2 separate regions of the Zea mays genome follow, and region 1 is linked to region 2. Evidence: chromatin contacts called from public Hi-C data. All regions are on one chromosome and are shown on one strand. The core of a region is the stretch at or near the end of the contact, and the rest is flanking DNA. Distances in the headings are between cores, read along the strand shown.

The links. Hi-C and Micro-C count contacts between places; a contact is called where the count stands out from the background.
Region 1: a Hi-C map of tassel shows a contact between it and region 2, with 2.1 times the contacts expected there. The contact joins the promoter of LOC100284897 here to the promoter of LOC100283295 in region 2. A contact is called at or near these places in 3 of 25 Hi-C or Micro-C datasets (bundle sheath, ear and tassel).

The regions. Positions count from the first base shown.
Region 1 is chr3:17,945,488-17,952,226 of Zm-B73-REFERENCE-NAM-5.0, reverse strand. It overlaps LOC100284897 (membrane protein), which reads left to right and starts at 3,560. Exons shown (of 6, transcript NM_001157792.2): 1 at 3,560-4,138; 2 at 4,482-4,645; 3 at 4,815-4,978; 4 at 5,063-5,322; 5 at 5,409-5,535. The coding sequence starts at 3,735. It overlaps LOC103649783 (protein IWS1 homolog 1), which reads left to right. Exons shown (of 11, transcript XM_008675497.4): 4 at 386-603; 5 at 698-827; 6 at 920-982; 7 at 1,070-1,147; 8 at 1,230-1,321; 9 at 1,419-1,478; 10 at 1,561-1,711; 11 at 1,842-2,467. The coding sequence ends at 1,940.
Region 2 is chr3:17,623,140-17,630,928 of Zm-B73-REFERENCE-NAM-5.0, reverse strand. It overlaps LOC100283295 (metallothionein-like protein type 2), which reads right to left and starts at 2,622. Exons shown (of 2, transcript NM_001156197.2): 1 at 2,450-2,622; 2 at 2,109-2,358. The coding sequence starts at 2,514. The coding sequence ends at 2,187. It also overlaps a transcript of LOC100192707 not described here.

The DNA of each region.
Region 1 (6,739 bases), core at 2,311-4,810, 320 kb before region 2:
GCCCGCTTTTCGGTCTGCTTTTTCATGCTAAACGGGCCGGCCCGGCCCGTTTAGGCCCGCTGCGGGTCGGGCTCGGACAGGGAATCGAGCCCGCGGGCTTAGAAGGCCCAGCCCGATTTTCTAACGTGCCTGGCGGCTCGGGCCCAAAACGGGTCGGGCTTCACCGGGCCTGGACCGGGTGGCCCGTTTGGCCATCTCTACTCGCACCCGCCTTAGGTCTCGGAGCAAGGCGAGGGTGATGGTGACGCCTTACCTTGCCGGACCGCTTTACCGCCTAGGCGACGCCTTAAAATCTGTCTAGTCATTTCTGGGCCATTGCACCATGTGAAATGATATCTTTTGTTTTCTTTTTTTAATCACTGACAATATGGGTTGATGACTATAGGCTGAGGAGGGTGAGGAGGATGATGAAATTGAGAGACTCTTCAAGGGTGGTAAGAAGAAGAAGAATGATCGCCCTCGTGCAGATATTGGTCTTATAGTGGAACAATTCATTGCTGAGTTCGAGGTAGCAGCTGAAGAAGATGCAAATTTGAATCGGCAATCAAAGCCAGCCATTAACAAACTTATGAAGCTTCCTCTGCTCATAGAGGTTCTCTCCAAGTAAGATATCTGGAATCTTTCCTGTAGTCCCAGTGCATATTGTCATTTGTTTATAGCTATCAATAATATTTTTTTGTTTATCTCTGTTTCACAGGAAGAATCTTCAACAGGAATTTCTTGACCATGGAGTTCTCACTCTTCTAAAAAACTGGCTTGAGCCATTACCTGATGGAAGCATGCCAAACATGAATACTCGATCTGCTGTACTGAAATTATTAGCTGATGTAGGCATCTTTAAGTTTTTTTTTTCATTGTAGAACTTCGTTTGTTTTGCGCAAGAATGTAGTTGCTGATGGAAGTTTCATGCCTCTTGCAGTTTCCAATTGACTTGGAACAATATGACCGAAGAGAGCAGCTTAAGAAAAGTGGCCTGGGAAAGGTATGCTTATACCAGTCCCTCTGATATAAATTATTTTGCAGAAGATTATTTGTCATGCACTAAGTCTGGCCAATGGTGCATATTTAGGTCATTATGTTTTTGTCCAAATCTGATGAGGAGACCACTGCAAATAGGAAATTGGCTAAGGAGCTTGTTGATAAATGGGTAAGTCTGTTCTCAGTATCCATATATGTTTGTGTTTGGTGGTTGTGAAGGGTTCTTAGTTGGTACTTGTAAAAAAAATCAGAGTCGACCAATATTCAACAAGAGCACGAGATTTGAAGACATGAGGAGATATGATGATGAAAAAGCACCTTACAGGCGGCCACAAATGAAGAAGTAAGTGCATGCACTTATTGGCCTTTTGAGGATTATATCTTGTCCTGTATATTATGTGTGTACTTTGTGTTCTTATTGGTTATCCTCTGTCATGAAGACCATCAAGTAGCTCTGGAATGGAATCCAGAGATGATGATGTTGATGCTGACTTTTCACAGTAAGTTCATTATATTTGGATGCATGTTTTCAACATTTTCTAATTGTTAGTTTAATATGTTTTATTTATGCTTTGTATTTAGACGCAAGTCTGGGCAAAGTAGTTCAAGGCAGCATGCTTCTAGGCCAGAAGCCTCGCCTTTGGACTTTGTCATTCGTCCACAGTCCAAAATTGACCCTGAGCAGATACGAGCTCGTGCTAAGCAGGCTGTCCAAGACCAGCGTCGGCTGAAGGTTTTCCTTCCATCCTTAAAACATCTTGGCTTTGTCTCCCTTCATAAGCTAGCTAGGGTTCCTTCATGCTTGTTGACTGTTGAAGTAGGACCAACTGAGCAATAGCTGATTCTTCTCGTTGGACATGCAGATGAACAAGAAATTGCAGCAGCTGAAAGCGCCCAAGAAGAAAAACCTTCAGGCGTCAAAGCTCAGCGTGGAAGGCCGTGGCATGATCAAGTACCTGTAGATCACCCACTGTGGCATCCGCAGTCAGCAGTGTCCTGCACATGATACAGCGCCTGCAGGGATTGCTGAATTGGTATGAAGCATCCTACCACCATTCCATGGCAAACAGCTCGGCATCAGTAATTGCTTGGATCTTTTATCCAAGTATTTTTCTTGCCTGCAACATCCGTGCTTCAGAAACCAGTTGAGTTGGCTACACTATCATTGCAGAGGCATATACTACGAGCTTGCATAAACATGGCGCTTTCCTACCAGAGTGGTGCCTTTATATTGTATAAATATTTGTCATGTTTATGAGTTACAATTAGCTAGGGTTGAAGTTCGATTGTTTGTACTTGAAAGAAAGTCATCACTTGTGAAAAATCGAAACATAGTGCGACAAATGATTGGTTGTGCTTACCAAACTGTAACTCAATTGTGATAAATTACAATTCTTCAGCAGTCCTCATCTTGCTGCTTTATTGTAAGATAGTGTGCTCAGGCTCAGGCTATCTGCAGTGACTCTTCTATGTCATTCTCTATTTTAAACAGTGTTGTCTATAGTGTAAAATATTATTTTATATGATCATATATATGATATATATATATATGATCTGTTGGACACAACCTTATTTCCTTTGTCTTAAAATGATTTTCATCATTATTTCGAAGAGTCAAATAATCTAAACTTTAACTAAATATAAAATTTAAAAATTATTAGTATCTATGACGTCATATAAGAATATATAATATCATATTTAGATGGATCCAATCATATATTTTATAATAAACCTATTTGGAGCATGTTGAATTGTTGATACTGCTATTTTTCTATAAATCCTGTCAAAGGTGATATTGGTTGGTTTCTACTCATTCTAGGACGTGTTGAGATTATGCTATTGCTGTCATAACATGTTTCATTATTTGTGGTAATGTGAGTTACTGAACACTTGATCCATTAGTAACTAGATGATGTTAGATAAAATAATGTTAAAGAATGTTCCGAAATCCAACCTAAAGGCTTAAACACATGCTGCCCATTGTTGAAAGGAAAATCAGTATGTCGTGTACTATCCCTGGGTGGACCATGGATTGCCAGGTCTTTTTCAGACTGTACCAGACGCGGACAGGCAAATCTATCCATAGCGATATTCTCTGTAACGTACGTAAAGGAAAGGCAGTTCACGGAACAAGTCATTAATTGACAGCGACATGGTGGTTTGCCCATCTTTATTTAGTGGTTTCCTATCAGCGAGTACGCAAAAGAAAGCGATGTCGAATTCCGGCTTAATTCAAATGGACTATGTGTGCATCTTTCAATTGAAAATTTAAATTCCAAAGTTTATGTGATACCTTTTCTTTTTCCCCCCTCTAGTCTACGTGTGCACTCGCACAAGAATGGAATAGAACCAGTATAAAATTTGTCTGCTTCAGAACGCCGGCATCTAGTAGTATTCACTTTCGTTAAATCCGTAAGAGTAACGAGTGAAATTCAATTTGTAACATGTCCTCTAAAACACCTCAATTTCAAGTTAGAGAACTCCTAAGAACATGATTAGTGTCCCAGCATTCCCCAAGACCCCAGTATATAGGGAAGCACTAAAATTAGGGGTCATTCTTCTTTCTCCGTCCTTTCCATCCCAGGTCGCCACCGCGTCTCCGCCCTTCCCTCCTCCCCACCATCTTCAGCACGAGGCAGCACGCGCGGACGTCCCTCCCGACACGGAGAACCCCGCTCCGCGCGCTCGCATTCGTCGCGCCGCCACCCAGGTCCCAGCCGGCCGCGCGCCCGCGCCCCCCCGCCGCCGGCCGTGCCATGCCGCGGCGGGGCGAGACGGCGGTGGTCCCCATTGACGTGGCGTCCGCCGGCGGCGGGCGAGGCGATGAGCGGCCCAAGAGAGAGCGCCACCGGAGTCACGGCCCCGGCCGCCACGGTCCGCACCGGAGTCGCCCGCCGCCCCCGCCCCCGCCGGCGTTCCGGCCGTTCCGGCGGTGGTTCCCGTTCCTTGTGCCGCTATTCATCGTCGCCAACATCGTCCTCTTCGTGCTCACCATGTACGTCAACGACTGCCCCGCGCACGCGCGGGCCACCGGCGCCGCGATAGGCGGATCGGTCGGCGAGAGCGCCACCGCGCAGGGCTGCTGGCTCGCGCCCGAGCTCGGGAGGTTCGCGTTCCAGTCGTTCAAGGAGAACCCGCTCATCGGCCCTTCCTCCGCCACGTACGCCACACTATTCAAATCTGTCCAAAATTTGGATCTTTCTGCAGTTTGCTCGGCTTACATTATTGATTTAGATGTATGCATTGTGGAGCATGTTAGAAACTCTGCAGAATTTTGTGAAATGTGCTGTCTTTGAGATCCTCGATTGGTAGTACATCGGTCAGCTATATTATATAATCTTGATAAACCTTATTGTTTGATAATGTATTAAGTACGTATCACTTTTCACCATCGATAATTTTTTGTTGGTAATTATGCCCTCGGGTGGCAGTACTTCAATTTGGGGCTTATTTTGTATAATCTTGATACCTTGAAGGTTCATCTAACATGTTTTGATTCCCAGGCTGTTGGAAATGGGGGCACTGGAAACCAGTAAAGTTACCAAAGATCACGAAGGGTGGCGCCTCATTACATGCATTTGGTTGCATGCTGGAGTCGTCCACATACTCGCCAACATGTTGAGCCTCTTAATGATCGGAATCAGGCTCGAGAAGGAATTTGGTTTCAGTAAGTGACCCTGTCTAGTTCGATTAAAGAAAGTTTCAGTAATTGTCTTCTTTTTTTAGGAAAACAGATTCTCTGTGCACAATGCATCTTTATTATCTAGATTGTAACCTGTTATTTCAAGGCCTGTGATCATATAACTTGACCATTGATTGACGATTGTCTGTTGCAGTAAGGATTGGTACACTGTATGTGATCTCTGGTGTTGGTGGCAGCTTGCTGTCTTCTCTATTTATGGTGTCAAATATATCAGTCGGTGCTTCAGGTGCATTATTTGGACTATTGGGCTCAATGCTGTCAGAGCTCATAACAAATTGGACGATATATGAGAACAAGGTCGATTCTAAAATATATGCAGTATTTTCACAAAACATTCCATATTCCATTTTTCTAATTCTATTCTTGTTTCGAAAAAAACAGTTTGCAGCACTCTTGACTCTAGTTATGATCATTCTCATCAACTTAGCTGTTGGGATCCTTCCACATGTTGACAACTTCGCTCACCTTGGAGGATTTATGTCAGGGTTCTGTCTTGGTTTTGTGCTGCTAATGCGACCACAGTTTGGATATATTAACCAAAAGAACTCTCCTCTTGGATTTCCCATGGGCGTAACTAAACGGAAGTTCAAGACATATCAAGTCATACTTTTGGTTATTTCTACAATGATACTAGTTTCTGGGTAAATATCTTGACAATGAGATGAATGATAATGACCTAATCAACCACTACAGTTCAACTCTTTTAGCTAAGCTTTATTGTTGGCAGGTTCACCATTGGATTGGTGTTGCTATTTCAAGGGTTCAATGCTAGTGAGCACTGTTCTTGGTGCCATTATATGAGCTGTGTGCCTACTTCAAAGTGGAGTTGCAACGCACCAAATAACTACTGTATGGTATGTTTTTCTGTAGTTATGATTCTTACTAAATGTACTTAATGGCTTTGATGGGGTAATCACCAGTTCCTATATTTTTAACCTGTCAAGTCAGGATAAATTGTGTTAAATATGAAATCATAATGTGTATATTAACACAGGGTATGCATGAATGCCAAACTAACTCTTGAGCATTTTTGTGCTTTATAAAATGTCAGAAAAAATCACGAGCATCATTAGAACTTCAACTAATTTGATGTTAGTAGCAGCAATTCTGTGCTTGCTTTCCTATAAGCGTAATGTGAACTTCCGTACGGAGATTGTTTACTTCAATATGCATGTTACCATTGTTGCAGCCATTAGGTCATGTACAACTCTGACACTGCTGCACGGTACTCCAAGTATAAGACTGTCATGGGCATAATAGGGAGTGAGAGGCAACAACCAGGCTAGGATAAGGCTAGAGAATAAGATTGAGGTGAGCTAGGATAAGGCTAGAGAATAAGATTGAGATGAGAGAATTGTGGAGAGTTAGTTAGCAGCAGATAAGTCCAAGAAAGTAGGAGTTAGTTGAGAGTTTGTAGGAGAAGTTGGTTAGTCATAGGGCTATTTATAAGCCGCATAGCACCAAGGAATAAATCAAGCAAGATCATTATCAAACCAATCTCTCTCCCTTGCAATGACCCTCTCAAGCGCCTAGGGCTGCTACCCTAGAACCAAGCCTGCGGCAGAGGGGTATAACCTCGCCGGAGAAGACAGCTATACCCATGGACCGAAGGTCCATGACACCTGGTATCAGCTCCAGGTTATCCTCACCACCACCAGCCGCCCATCCCTCACCACCACCAGCCGCCGAGCCATCTGCCGCCGCAACGCCCTCCCACCCGCCCTCTCCAACTCTAGATGCATTCACTCGGCTCGAAGAGAAGTGGGATCAATTCGTTGTGATGTTTCACCGCTACAAGGAGAAGACAGAGAAGGAACTCCAAGCAGCGGTGCGGCTTCAGGCGGCAGCGCGAGGGTTCCTGGCACGCCGCCAGGTACAGTCCCTTCGTGGGGAGAAGCACCTTGCTGTGGCCTCCAGGGCCACCCCATGGCCGTCATCACATGAGCAGGCCATGGTGCGTCTGCAAGCCGCAGTGCGCGGCTTCCTTGTTAGGCGGGCGGTGCGGAAGCTACACTTGCTGATCAGCTCATCGCTGCACCAACTCGTAGCCTGCGCGTC
Region 2 (7,789 bases), core at 1,373-3,872:
TTGTAGTCTGCTTTGTCAGGATCTTGCGGATGTGCATATTTTGGGAACTGTACTGCAACTTGGTGTTTGATCTTCTCCGGTGGTAACGAGAGCGTTACCTCAACCAAGGTTACAACCGCAAGATCTATTTGCTATTTAGCGTGCTTGATGATGTATCCTGGCTGCTTTGTTTTTGGTTTGTGATCGTTTCTCTCTTCCAGGTGGTGTAGATTCTGCAGGCTCGCCACCCGTCGTTGCTCTATGGCGCACTGGCCCTCTGCTGCCCTCTTGTGCCTAATGTACAGTCTACATTCTTTTCTTTCTTTATTATGGACGGTGCTCACAAAATGGATGACCTTGGAAGTTGTAACGCTGTACGATCGACTGCATGATCTGTATGCACAGACATAGCGTCGGACTGGTGTAGTTTGTCAGTATGAAATGCAGGCATCAGGTGCCATTTCGTCGTCATTTAATTTCATTTATTTATTTACCATGTTGCCCTGTGATTCGCGGGAGGGACGCCTTTTCATTTGAATGAGATAAGCAACTCGGAAAGATATTTCCTTGCCCTGTGATAGGATAGGCTTGAGGGACGAACTTTGGCTCCACCGCCAGCTGCCTCCCTCCCCACACTATCTATGCTCGACGGGCCCGAGCCGCACGGCGATCTCCACTGCCCACCTGCCTCCCTCCCCACCCGCCGGCGCGCCGACAGACCAAACCCGTCCAGGTCCCCACTAGCTGGCGTGGCCCGCTTCACTGCCGCCGGCGCACCGCGGTGCACACATCTCCTGCGGCTTAAGTTGCTGTCAGTTTGTGAAAGGACCATGGTCAGCGTACTGTCTGCTTGTGCTGTCCTTGGTGCACTTGAGACAGGTGCATTCATATATTAAGCTGGTACTGTCTGCTTGTGCTGTCCTTGGTGCACTTGAGACAGGTGCATTCATACATTAAGCTGGTTGTACGAGATGTCGAGGCTGCCGAGCTTATTCTGCTTACCGAACTGCGCTGGAACCTCCCCCAAAGAGACGGTTACAACTGAGGCTAAGCGAAATCTCCAGCGATGGAAGCCTCTGAGCTCCATCGGGATGCCACCGGAGAGCATGTTGTCGCCGAGGTCCAGCAGCTCAAGCTTCTCACAGTAATTGAAGCGGTGGGTTCGAGCGAGCGTGACTTCTGCGCCGGCAAGCTCCCCTCGGACGAGGAAGAAAGAGGAAAGACCTCCTATCGAATATGTTTAGAGTTCGTTTGGGCGTAACAGAGACCTAAACACTTAAGACACAAATTTTCTTGTTATCCAATTTGATCGGAAATATGAATATGAAACTCATTGTTTTTTTACTAAGACCGATATATCTTACTTTGTGTCTTATCCACATGTTGGGAAAAAAAGGAAACACTGCCCCATCGTCAAAGTAGGACCGTCTCTTTTAGCTCATGCTCATATGCCTATGAAAAAGGAAACACACTGCCCCATCATCCAACTTAATCCTAGCGTGGGGTGAAGGAATAGATGGTCACATGACTAATATTCCTTGTACTAATGAATTTGTTGAGCATACACAGGAAAAATACAAGAACTATAAGAAATAACACCAGCACAAGTGTTGAGGCAAACGTTTGATGCCATATGGTCACATGACTAACATCTTGCACAGAGGAAGCCATCGAAACAAGATATGTACTGACGACGTCACAAATCGGATGCATATAGATGGAAAATGGAGACACAGCACGAAGGAAAAAAAAAAGTGCGCACAGAGCAGCGGGCATGGCCTGGTGCTGTGCATGCACCCGGCCGGCCCACACGACGCAACACTGGCAGGGGCCGAGGAGGAGGAAGAACAGGACAATTATTCGTTTACCACCACCACTAGCTAGCTACGCGCGCATGGCGGCAAACACAGACGACACTGCTACAACATACTGCAGAGCTTGATTTAGGCCCCGTTTCAATCTCACGGGATAAACTTTAGCTTCCTACTAAACTTTAGCTATATGAATTGAAGTGCTAAAGTTTAGTTTCAATTATCACCATTAGCTCTCCTGTTTAGATTACAAATGGCTAAAAGTAGCTAAAAAAAAGCTGCTAAAGTTTATCTCGCGAGATTGAAACAGGGCCTTAGCTAGAGATACTGAAGGGTGTCCTTCCGATCTAGCTACTTCCTCCATCGTCACGGCCTGCATGCTGCACCCGGTCATCCTCACTTGCAGGTGCAGGGGTCGCAGGTGCAGCTGGCGCCGCACTTGCACCCGCCGTTCTCAGCTCCGGCGGCCGCCTCGAACCCGCCCGTGGATGGCGCAACACCCATGATGAGAGTCTGGGTGGTGGTGGTGGTGGTCACCTGCTCAACCATGTCCGGGTACATCTTGCACCTGCATACACAGAGACAGATCTGATTCCGAGGGAGGAACGCAACGGAACGGAACGGAACAGAACGGCAGTGCAGTGCGGTGCAATGCTTACCCTCCGCAGCCGCTGCCGCACTTGCATCCGCTGCCGCACCCGCAGTTGCCTCCGCAGCACGACATCCTTCTTCCTCGCGATCCCACTCTAGCTAGCTCACGCGAAGAGAAGAAACCTGGGAGCTTACAACAACACAACCAGGAACTGAGACGCAACCCCTGCCCTGCTCCGACGGGAGAGAGGCCTCCGCCGCCTCCATTTATAGGCCCGGGACCGGGGGGCAGGACAGGCGCAGGCCATCTGGCCGTCCACGCGCCGTGGGTGCCCTCGCGACGTGTGGGGCCGCGGACAGGTGCGCCGCGTATGCTTGCTGCTAGTGCTAGCTATTGCGGTGGAGGACTGCGCGCGCGGGCCGTGTGATCCCCGCCTTCTCGGTGCGGCGGCGTCTACGGTTGCTTGCGTTTGCACGCCGGCCGCGGGTTATTAATGCCGGGCAGTAAAATTGAGTGCCTCCCCGACCTACAAACCACCAGCCATTTTCTGTTTCCTTTTGTTTTGATTTGATTTGATTTGAACTAACTACTGAAGCACTCGTGAATTATACATCCATGCAAAGGCACATTTTTCTACAAGCAAACGGGGTGTCGATCCTCAGGATCAAATCTATACCGGCCCGCTCGCACGAACCAACTACGCTACGGCCAGTCCTCGTTCTCTCTGTACACTCTTTCAGACACATCTACCCGCACCAACTTCATGCGCTATCGGCCAAATCCTTGCCCCAAAGACCCCTTCTCTTTAAATTTTTATTCCACTCATATTCAGTGACAACTACGGTTGGTCATGATCTAAATATTTATTCATAATTTATTTGAGCTCTAAATATTTTTCTACAACTAGGAGTCCTATTTAGGAGAGCTTCACTTCACGAATTTTAGATTCATTTTAGCTTTTTTATCCAAACAGGTTGAGCTCCACAAGCTCTAGCTTTATTTTTTTTTGAAACTAGAGGCTAGTTTCATTAAATTTATGAAGCTCCTGAAAGAGTGCTTCAAGAACACAAGTTTCATACCTACTCATGAAGTTGCAGGAAAATTACACACCACGCCACTGGTTACACGACCTACCGATTCATGTCTCTCTCGCCGCTCATAACAACCACTATCTTTAAGGGTAATTAAGAAAACTCGTACAAATTAATTGTATTTCAGAAGCTGGAGTCAATATACAAGCCAAACATTCCTTGAACCCACCTTAGCAATATGTTGAAGTTCTTTTATGGTGAAGGTAGAAAACTGAAGACGCAATTCTTGAAGTGAAGCCGTCCCAAATAAGGTCTGATTTTAGTTCAAAAATGAATAGAATTATAGTTGAATCCTAATTTGATCTGATCCTTAAATTTTTATAATGTAAAGTTTAGAACTCGTTACTAGCCCTAGTGGCAACTCAATTCTTGCTAAGGCAAGATCTACCCTTCAGTCCTTTTCACAACAACACTGTACAACATTTTCGGCGGTCGCCGTTATTTTCGGCGGCCTAGCCCTGGCCGCCGAAAATTAAGTGATTTAAACCGTGTGGCCGACCTTCTTCTTCATTCTTCTCCTGCTGTCTTCTCCACGCCGCTGTTGTCTTCTCCGCGCCCAGCGCGTTGCCAGGCTCCCCCGGCGACCAGCCATGCCGCACAGTCGCGTCACCCCCGCTCCTCCCCCGCCCCACACCTGTATTCTGTTCTACTCAAAAATGAAACCGGTTTAAACTCATATATTTGCAGGAGGCTCAAACTAGAGTTGTCCCGAGCCCAATCGATGTTTATATGAGAGAGCATAGAGCGAAAAATAGTGAAATCTCCGAGGAGCTATGTAGTCAAGCGACCGTTGAGCGTATGGTTAGTTGTTGTTAGGATTAATGTTTTATTGCCATATAGCTATAAATTACATGTGTGTTGAACCTTCATATTGTATTGCAGGAGATTTACGGGCAGGAGATGGTTAGGAAGTATGGAGAAGACTACGATTGGCGAGGAGCGCCTACCATCGACGCTGAAGTTGTGCATTCTATTGGTCCTATAACTAATATATTGTATTTGCAACAGTCTTGGTTTCCAGAGCAGGCACAAGAGCAACCATTTGTTTTCCCTCAATTTCAGCCGCCGACGCCTTAATGGGGATTACATGCTCCGCCACCTCCACCTTAGGTGCTTCAATTTAGTTAAGACTTGTCGTTTGTATTAACCTTTTAAATCTTGACTAAACTTGATTTTGTAGGGATCCGGGGTCATGGGCCACAACACGCCACCATCGGTGATACCAGCACAGGAGGAGCTTATGCACGGGAGGGAGCTACTACAGGAGATGTTAGTTTGACAAACAATTTGTTTGAATAATGTCATGTAAACACTGTCGTTATTAATGTCTTCTTTTTTTTAGACTCCAAACCAGTTACACGACTTCGTCAACGAGTTTTTCGCTTCCGGAGATAATGGTCACAACTCCAACGACCCCGATATGTGATGGTTTGAGTGTTGTGTCAAATTGTGAGTTTGTTTTATGTTGTAATGTACTATGTGATGTATTTGTGAACTGTGATGTGGTGAACCATTTGTGAACCGTGAACTTGATTTTGGTGAACTTCAATGTGGTTGTGAAGAAGTGTGATACTTTATGTTAAATGTGTGTAATTCTAGAATTAATGTTTCTGTCATTTTATTGTGATTATATTGTTGCTAAAATTGCTGTTTTTTGCATTTTTTTCTCTGAAATTGTTAATTTTTGGTGGCTAAAAGAGGACGCCAAAAATAATCGTGGTTCATTTTCGGCGGACAGGTGACCGTCGCCGAAAATAAGAGTTTATTTTCGGCAGCCGGCTCGTTGGCCGCCGAAATAACTTATTTTCGGCTGCGGCCAGGTGTCAGCAGCCGGAAATAATGGCTTATTTTTGGCTAATTTTTTCTGACGGCCAAATGCCGCCGAAAATAAGCTATTTCCGGCGGCGAATGCCTTATTTTCGGCGGCTTGAGGCCGCCAAAAATGGCTGTAGCCGTAGTATTTGTGAGCTCCATACAATCATCATCTAAGTATCCCTTGTAAACTTAAACTTTGAACAATCTTGTACCTTAGTCATAGATCTATAGTTGCCTTTTTTGTCTTAAAACATCTTTATATTCATTACAAATACTGCTATACGATTTTTTTGTATGGTTTTGGCATAATGTCAGCTAATGAAACTTATCTAAAACCCTTATGTCTCCCGTGCCCTAATCTTTAACTTTAGATCTCGTGACTAACCCGCTAAATCAGCGTCAAATAACCGCCAATAGTCGACGCTATAGTTTGTTGCACCGAGACATGTAATCTTAGCGCACTGGACCATAGCGCGCCGATCTTGAGATCTAAAAATGAAATTAGTTTCTCCAAAGTCCAAACATTGAACTTTTTATGAAAAAATGACCAAAGAAAAAACAATTGTTCCTGCCAATCTTTAGGCAGGGAGAAACAAAACAAAGACTGCTATAGTAACTCCGTGAAACTACACAAAACACAACATGATTTTTTTTGGCTGTCGACGTGCATGGATCTCGATATCGGCTAATTGATCTTTAGTGTTAATGTATGCAATCTCGATATCTCCCTTTTGTTGGTGATCCCTAAGAAAATGATACCGAATGACTATGTGTTTAGTGCGGCTATGCTCAACGGGATTATCCGCCATGCGGATTGCACTCTCATTATCACATAGAAGAGGAACTTTGGTTAATTTGTAACCATAGTCCCTAAGGGTTTGCCTCATCCAAAGCAATTGCGCGCAACAATGGCCTGCAGCAATGTACTCGGCTTCGGCGGTAAAAAGAGCGACCGAATTTTGCTTCTTTGAAGCCCAAGACACCAAGGATCTTCCCAAGAACTGGCAAGTCCCCGATGTGCTCTTTCTATTAATTTTACACCCTGCCCAATCGGCATCCGAATAACCAATCAAATCAAATGTGGATCCCCGAGGGTACCAAAGCCCAAACTTAGGAGTATAAGCCAAATATCTCAAGATTCGTTTTACGGCCGTAAGGTGAGATTCCTTAGGGTCGGCTTGGAATCTTGCACACATGCATACGGAAAGCATAATGTCCGGTCAAGATGCACATAAATAGAGTAATGAACCTATCATCGACCGGTATACCTTTTGATCGACGGATTTACCTTCCGTGTCGAGGTCGAGATGCCCATTGGTTCCCATGGGTGTCTTGATGGGTTTGGCATCCTTCATCCCAAACTTGTTTAGAATGTCTTGAGTATACTTCGTTTGGCTAATGAAGGTGCCCTCTTAGAGTTGCTTTACTTGAAATCATAAGAAATACTTCAACTCCCCCATCATTGACATCTCGAATTTCTGTGTCATGATCCTACTAAATTCTTCACATGTAGATTTGTTAGTAGACCCAAATATAATATCATCAACATAAATTTGGCATACAAACAAATCATTGTCAAGAGTTTTAGTAAATAAAGTAGGATCAGCCTTTCCGACTTTGAAACCATTAGCAATAAGGAAATCTCTTAGGCATTCATACCATGCTCTTGGGGCTTGCTTGAGCCCACAAAGCGCCTTAGAGAGCCTATAGACATGGTTAGGGTACTCACTGTCTTCAAAGCCGGGAGGTTGCTCAACATAGACCTCTTCTTTGATTGGTCCATTAAGGAAGGCACTCTTCACGTCCATTTGGTAAAGCTTGAAGCCATGGTAAGTAGCATAGGCTAATAATATACGAATTGACTCAAACCTAGCTACGGGTGCATAGGTTTCACCGAAATCCAAACCTTCGACTTGTGAATATCCCTTGGCCACATGTCGGGCTTTGTTCCTTGTCACCACACCATGCTCATCTTGTTTGTTGCGGAAGACCCATTTGGTTCCTACAACATTTTGGTTAGGACGTGGAACTAAATGCCATACCTCGTTCCTAGTGAAGTTGTTGAGCTCCTCTTGCATCGCCATCACCCAATCCGAATCTTGGAGTGCTTCCTCTACCCTGTGTGGCTCAATAGAGGAAACAAAAGAGTAATGCTCACAAAAATGTGCAACACGAGATCTAGTGGTTACCCCCTTGTGAATGTCGCCGAGGATGGTGTCGACGAGGTGATCTCGTTGGATTGCTTGGTGGACTCTTGGGTGTGGCGGCCTTGGTTCTTCATCCTCCTTGTATTGATCATTTGTATCTCTGCCTTGATCATTGCCATCATCTTGAGGTGGCTCATCTCTTTGATCTTCTCCTTCATCAACTTGAGCCTCATCCTCATTTGGAGTTGTTGGAGATGCTTGCGTGGAGGAGGATGGTTGATCTTGTGCATTTGGAGGCTCTTCGGATTCCTTAGGACACACATCCCCAATGGACATGTTCCTTAGTGCGATGCA